Linked DNA regions of Sus scrofa: region 2 is linked to region 1. A link is a contact called in public HiChIP or PLAC-seq data. All regions are on one chromosome and are shown on one strand. Each heading gives the region's core, a stretch centred on a gene start, on an enhancer-like site or on the middle of the called end of the contact. The rest is flanking DNA. Distances are from core to core; before and after follow the strand shown.

Region 1 (3,395 bases), core at 678-3,177:
ACACCCTGAATGTTTAGAAGTCTGAAGTGCTGTTACTCTTGGCTGGTGCCTTTCGAGGGGACCGCTTGTCCTGGACCTCTAGTGGCCGCAGGTCCCCTGGAGAGCAGGGCCATCAGTGCGTGTCCTGGGGACGTGGCCTCACGGGCTGCCCGTCTCTGTTGCAGGCACATGGTGTTTCTCAAGGAGCAGTATGGGAAGCAAGTGGTAGTGAACCTGCTGGGCAGCAGAGGCGGAGAAGAGGTGCTCAACAGAGCCTTCAAGGTACGTGGCTTCCCCTTGACCCGGGGAGGGGGCAGGCGAGGGAGCCAAGGGGCCCCTGCTCTGGGCGGGCTTCCTCGGGGGCTGGAAACCGCAGCATTGCGTTCCTCCTGCTTGTGGAGGTTTTTCTATCAGAGCTTCAGCTTTAGATGATGGGGGCTCTTGATGAATAAAGTTTAATTTTGGGGGGCGGTGGCTGGGGAATTTGCTCAAAATGAAAACAAAGCATCTCCCATCTCCAGGTGTGTTTTTTTGGTTGTTTTTTGGGTTTTTTTCTGGACGAATGTTCTTTTCGTTTTTAGTGTTAAGTTTTTAAATTACTCAATGAACTTTATTACATTTGGACTTGTACGATGATCATCATAACCCAATTTTATAGCATGTTTTTGTTCCAGCGCTCCCCATGGGGCATTGAGGACTCTGGACGGCGGGGCCTGTCCCTGGCTCTCTTAGATGCACGCGTGTGTGCGTGCATGTGCACACGTATGTTTGGGCTTCACCCTTGACCTGCTCAGGGACTTGGAGTTGCCTCCTTCCTTGCTGGTCTGGCTCAGCTGCTGACCAGCGGCTCCTGGCAGGTTCGTACCGACACCCACAGGGCACTGGTGCCTGAGTGGCTCTTCAGAGTCCCTGCTGGGTTTAAAGTGAGCCATCTTCCATGATTTCCTCCTGCTGACTTGGCGTCTTCAAATATTCCATTCTTGTTTGGGCTGCCCTGGAAAGCTGCTTCCTGTGCCCAGTGCTCTGTGGGCCCCCCGAGGCTTCCCGACACACGTCGGGGGAGGAAGCAGTAAGAGCAAGGCCCACCTTGCCCGCATCTCCGAGTCCCCACTGCTTCCGTGTGTTTTCAGCCCACTGTGGACAAAGCTGCAGAATGAGCTGTGGCCGTGGGCTCCACAGCTCTTTTCCAGCTGCTCAAAGCCACCGCTGGATGGGAAAAAAAGCCCTGTGGTTGTTGAGAGCTCAAGGGGGCCCCTCGTGGAGAGAATGTGAAGTCAGACTTCACTCCTGGGGAGTCCTGGCTCCTGGCCCGGGGAAGCTGAGTCCAGCTGGTGCTCATTTCCCTCTGCGGAGGAAAGCCACGTGCTTTCAGAGACGTTCTGGTGGCCAGTTTCATTTGGCCAGACCTGCTTTTCCTGTTTGGTTTGTTGCTATTGGCAACAAGCTTGAAAAGTCTCTCCCCTCCCACCCATCTTGGCAGCAGTGTTGGCAGCTTATTTTAAGGAAGAAAAAGAAAGGGAAAAAAAAAAAACCCTCAAGGATTTTTTTCCCCTTTGTGCCTTGATTTTGGGGAGGTGTCCTCAGCATCTCCCCATCAGCTGGTGGACCTCTGGGCAGGAAAGGTGGTGATGGCAGCAGGCCTGTGGCCCAGTGGGGGAGGGCAGGCTCCTGGGCAGGTAGGAGGTAAGAAGCAGATGCTACCTGGAAAGACCTGGGTCGTGGTCCTGACTGGGGTGTCCCCCGAAGGGAGCTCCCTCATCCTGTCAGCTCTGCCACACTGACGTGCCCACCGAGGTCCATGCACCAGCAGCCAGCCTCTGACCACAGAGACCAGGTATTTGCTCCAGAATATGAAGCCACCAAGCGCATGCTTCAGCTGGGCTGACTCTTCCACACAGCGAGACCTTCCTGATGACGGCGGCTGCGTGTTGATCTGCAGTCTGGTGCCTGGGGAGTCACAGGAACCAGATGGCCCAGAGCCCTTCTAGTCAGTGACCCTGGCTGGCAATGCTGGACAAGCCTGACCTGAAGCCACGCAGGAGGATCTGGTGGGCGGCCGAGGGCAGGTGCCCTGGGAAAGCGGGGTTCGTCCTTTGCCATGGGGGCCGCCTGGTCAGAGTGCTGAGGGCTTGCTGGCTGAGGTGCTCTGGGTGGAAGGGAGACCTCTGCCAGGACGCCTCGCCTGCCTGGAATCCACCTGCCATGTTTCTCCATCTCTGGCTCGGCCTTTGCTCCAGCTCCCAGGCTGGACCTGGGCCCAGGCGGGGGGCAGGGCTGCTGGCCCTGAGCCCCATCTCCCCGACCCTGGAGCTCCATTGGGCGGCACCTCCCCTCATGGGGTGGCCTGGAGGTGTGCTGGCTGGGGGCCTTGGCTGCTCCTGAGCACACCCTCCCGGAGGCTTGGCTGGTCACTAGGGCAACGGGAGCTGGATTATGAGCTCCGCAGCCTGGGGCACTGCCCTGTACCTGGAGCGCCCATGGCCCTCAGGTGCCTGCAGAACAGAGCAGTCCTTCCCCGTCAGCACCCTCGGTAGAGCCCCGAGGGAGGTGATGTCGGTGCGGGGCCCTGGGCGCCCCCGGGGAGCCACGCCTGCTCTGACCGTCCTGTCCAGCGTGGACCCTCTTCCCTCCTGCAGGCAGGACACTGTTTGTGGTTTTGTCCCCAGGGTCTTTGTTCTGCGCTGCCCTTTCCGGGTCAGGGCTGGTCAGTGGGTCCACCGAAGGCCTTCCAGCTCTCCCCCGTGCTCTGTCACACGGCACGGTCCGCACTCAGGTGTCCTGCCACCCTCTCCCTTCCCCTTCCAGAAGCTGCTCTGGGCTTCCTGCCACGCCGGCGACACACCTATGATAAACTTTGACTTGCATCAGTTTGCTAAAGGCGGGAAGCTAGAGAAATTGGAGAACCTGCTGAGGCCCCAGTTGAAGCTGCACTGGGATGACTTTGATGTGTTCACCACGGGCGAGAATGTAAGTCCACGGTGAGTCTCGCTGCGTCTGGTCCTCCCGCTGGGGGAGCGCGTGCCCGCCCTCGCGGCTCCGGGGCTCCGGGCTCCGCGATGTCAGCCCGTCGGGCTCCAGCTTCTCCTCTCCCTTCCTGCCGTGCGGCGTGCTTGTCAATGTTGGGAGTTGATGATAAGTCATGGTTTTCAGGCAAAATACACATAGTAATGCAGGGGCCTCGGTGAAACGGTGCGGCCTTGGGACCGCATAACTTATCATGCACACTGTGAGAAAACCGGGAAGAGGGAGAGGGGACACAGCTGGCACAAACCCAGGTGACCAAGGAAACAGATGTGGATTTCTCTGTTCCGAGGGGAGAGAGGAAGGAAATCCCATTTCCCGAATCAGTGCAGTGAATCCTCGTTACTTGCAGATTCCGGATTTACAAATTTGCCCGCTTGCTCGAGTTTATCTGC
Region 2 (3,272 bases), core at 65-2,564, 260 kb before region 1:
GCATTTCCCTCTGGGCCACTTGGGGGGGGGTGATTTAGCCTCCTTCTCCGCCTTGAGCATGTACAACTGCACTACCTGGGGAGGAAATTTGTAATTTTTAAAAACCATTTAAAAAATTGTTTGCACGGAGTTTCTGTCATGGCTCAGTGGTGAACGAATCCGACTAGGAACCATGAGGCTGCGGGTTTGATCCCAGGCCTCGCTCGGTGGGTTAAGGATCCGCCATTGCCATGAGCTGTGGTGTAGATGGCAGACACAGTTCGAATCCTGCGTTACTGTGGCTGTGGTGTAGGCCGGCGGCTACAGCTCTGATTCGACCCCTAGCCTGAGAACCTCCATATGCCGCGGGAGCGGCCTCAGAAAAGGCAAAAGGTCAAAAAAAAAAAAATGTGTTTGCTACGTTGTATCGGCGTCTTCCAGCAGAACTTCCAACTGGGAGTCAGGCTGAGAAAGCACAGCAGCTCGGCAGAGGCCTGCGGGAGGCGGCAGCTCAGGGGTCAGGGCAGGTTCTCGTGGGGCCGAACGGGTCAGAGATCCTCCAGGAGAGCAAGGTGGCTTTTCTAGACGCGTGTCCTCAGGAAGCCGACAGCTGAAGGCCAAGGGGAGATACAGAAAGCTGAGCCCGGAGGCTTCGCAAGTCTGGGGCAGAGGCTGGGTCAGCCAGGGCCTGGCCGCTCCCCTCAGGGCCTTGCGGCCTGGAACTGCTCCTTGCTGGACGGCTCCATCCCGCCTGATCCTCCCAAAGATTCAAACCAAAGATGTTTATCCCCGCATGAGGGCTCTGGGGGAAACGAACTCCAGGAGACTCTAGAATCTGGATTTTGCGAAACAGACAGCAACCCAGTTGAACCAGAAAGCCTTCTGTGCCTGCGCCATTCTGTGGTTTAAAATCTTGGGTCGGTTGCTGTTACTGAGTACACCTGGGATTGCAAATACCAAGTGGCTCAAATTTCAGTGAAACCCTCTCTCCACACACAGCCAAGCTGCCCACCTCCAGGGGGCACCCTTGGCCTTGCTTTCTGCCTGAGCAGTATTCTTTGTGTAATTCCAAGGGGCTCCATCCACATAGAATCTCACTGCTGGCGCCCCCTAGCGTTGTGCAGCATGTTAGCCCAGCTTCTTCCAATGGAGCCGCTTGGACAGCTCTTGGCAAAGGAACCGTCAGAAATTCCTCTCAGAAACTCCTGGCTGACTTTCCCTCACAGCCCATTGACAAGAACTGGGTCACTTGCCCGTTGCTGAATCACTGGCAAGCAGTGGAATTCCCAGTGTAATTTAGCTAATTAGGAATCACATGCCAGGGCTGTGGTCGGACCCACTTCCTCCCTGAAGCACATGATCCCCCAGTCCTGGGAGGAGGCGGATGGGGGGGGCTGGTGACCCAACAGCATCTGCCGCACTGTTTCTGTTTCTTTGTTCGTGTTTGCTTATTTCCTCTACTCTTCCATTATGGTTTATTACAAGATACTGCTTATAGTTGCCTGGGCTCTACAGCAGAACCTTGTAGTTTGCCTCTGCTGGTCCCAAACTGCCAATCTCTCCCTCCCCTATCCCCCTCCCCCTTGGCAACCGCAAGTCTTTTCTCTGTATCTGTGAGTTGTCTGTTTCATAACATTCATTTGCGCCATGCTTTGCTTCTAATCATCAGCGTTTCCTAAAAGATGGGGGCCAGGGTCCCCTAAAGCACCTGTCCAGTAAGGAGCATGGACTCCGGGAGGTGGGAGCCCCCCATGGTTAAAAGAATAAATACAGCAATTGTGGGAGAAAGATGTCACAGCTACCATCAGCCTCCCACAAAGTTCAGAGTGGCTCTCGCACACCCACTCTGTGCTGTCTGGGAGAACAAACGTCAGAGGCCGCTTGGATAGCCTGGCCGTGGCGGGATCTCTGCCGGAACACGGAGGCAATTTAAGAAGGGCCCAGGCTGTAGAATTAGGTGGACCTGAATTTGAATCCTGGTTTTGCCATTTACTAGCTAGGTAACATTAGAAATGTTATGCAGCTTCTCTAAGTTTTAGTTTAGAAGTAGAGATGATAACAGAGTTCCCTGGTGGCTCAATGGACTAAGAATCCCATGTTGTCACCGCTGTGGCTCAGGTCGCAGCTGTGGCATGGGTTCAAGTCCTGGCCCAGGAAATTCTGCATGCTGTGGGCATGGCAAAAAATAATGATAAACTTAAAATTTGTTTTAAAAAGTAGAGATGGAGTTCCCTTCGTGGTTCAGCAGTTAATGATCCCAACTAGCATCCATGAGGTTGTGGGTTCAATCCCTGGCCTTGCTCAGCAGGTTAAGGATCCGGCATTACCACAAGCTGTGGTGTAGGTCGCAGACACAGCTTGAATCTGGCGTTGCTGTGGCTGTGGTGTAGGCCGGCGGCTTTAGCTCCGACTCAACCCCTAGCCTGGGAACTTCCATATACCATGAGTGAGGCCCTAAAAAGCAAAATATGTAAATAAATAAATAAAAATTAAAAAGTGGAGATGATAATACCTACCTCATAAGATTGTTGTGAAGTTTTGTTTCCAGTAGATAATGTCTCTATGGGAGTTCCCCTTGGGGCTCAACAGAAATGAACCCAACTAGTATCCATGAGGATGCAGATTCGATCCCTGGCCTCACTTAGTTAAGGATCCAGCATTACTGGGAGCTGTGGTGTAGGTCATAGATGCCACTTGGATCTGGCGTTGCTGTACCTGTGATGTGGGCCGGCAGCTGTGGCTCCGATTCGCAACCCCTAGCCCGGGAACTTCCATAAGCCGCAGGTGAGGCCCTAAAAAAAATAATGTCTCTAGCACATAATAGGTCCTCATTCAATGACTCTCAAACTTTGAGATTCTTAACAGTCGACTGAGAGTCTAGCTAAGCATGCAGATTCCTGGTCCTCGCCCCCCAGACACTCTGACTGCATCTGAGCCCAGTAATCTGCATTTTCCACACCAACCCAGCGGATGCTGATGTAAGTGAATCACTGGCACCCAGCACACTCCAGCTGGTGGTGTTATCGTGTCGTTAGAAGGAAAATCTGAGCAGGCCGAGCAGATCTCGTGTAATAAGAACATTCATCTTAATTATAATTTTCTGTCTAGAATTCCATTAAATTAGCTGCATACCATTAAAAAGAATTAGATCTGCAGTATTTGAGGTGTGCCAAGGGCCTGTAGGTAAATGCTGAATAATTCCAGGGCACTCTCTTTGCACAGGGAGACCAAGCACAAGGACCTGGGGGCGGAAGCCCTTCCCCAGGGGAGGAAGGCAGCCACCTCGACCTTTG

What was found. HiChIP or PLAC-seq counts read pairs in DNA pulled down with a chosen protein or histone mark.
Region 2: an H3K27ac HiChIP or PLAC-seq map of skeletal muscle shows a contact between it and region 1. The contact joins two enhancer-like sites. A contact is called at or near these places in 9 of 47 Hi-C or Micro-C datasets (alveolar macrophages, embryonic fibroblasts, fetal skeletal muscle and 6 more) and 1 of 2 datasets of contacts at active chromatin or transcription factors (skeletal muscle).

Annotation. Positions count from the first base shown.
Region 1 is chr1:9,047,368-9,050,762 of Sscrofa11.1, reverse strand. SYNJ2 (synaptojanin-2) reads left to right here. Exons shown (of 28, transcript XM_021086423.1): 7 at 165-261; 8 at 2,785-2,957. Among named protein-coding and RNA genes, the nearest start is that of SYNJ2, 60 kb to the left of the region's middle. Within about 2 kb of position 1,927, at least 43 of the 83 cell types and tissues checked have an H3K27ac peak or open chromatin away from gene starts, as enhancers often do. A contact at or near this core is called in embryonic fibroblasts, liver, retroperitoneal adipose tissue and 1 more, where this site is marked.
Region 2 is chr1:9,309,088-9,312,359 of Sscrofa11.1, reverse strand. The region is part of intron 3 of LOC106506439 (a long non-coding RNA gene); the gene reads left to right. Among named protein-coding and RNA genes, the nearest start is that of SNX9, 72 kb to the right of the region's middle. Within about 2 kb of position 1,314, at least 39 of the 83 cell types and tissues checked have an H3K27ac peak or open chromatin away from gene starts, as enhancers often do. A contact at or near this core is called in embryonic fibroblasts, liver, retroperitoneal adipose tissue and 1 more, where this site is marked.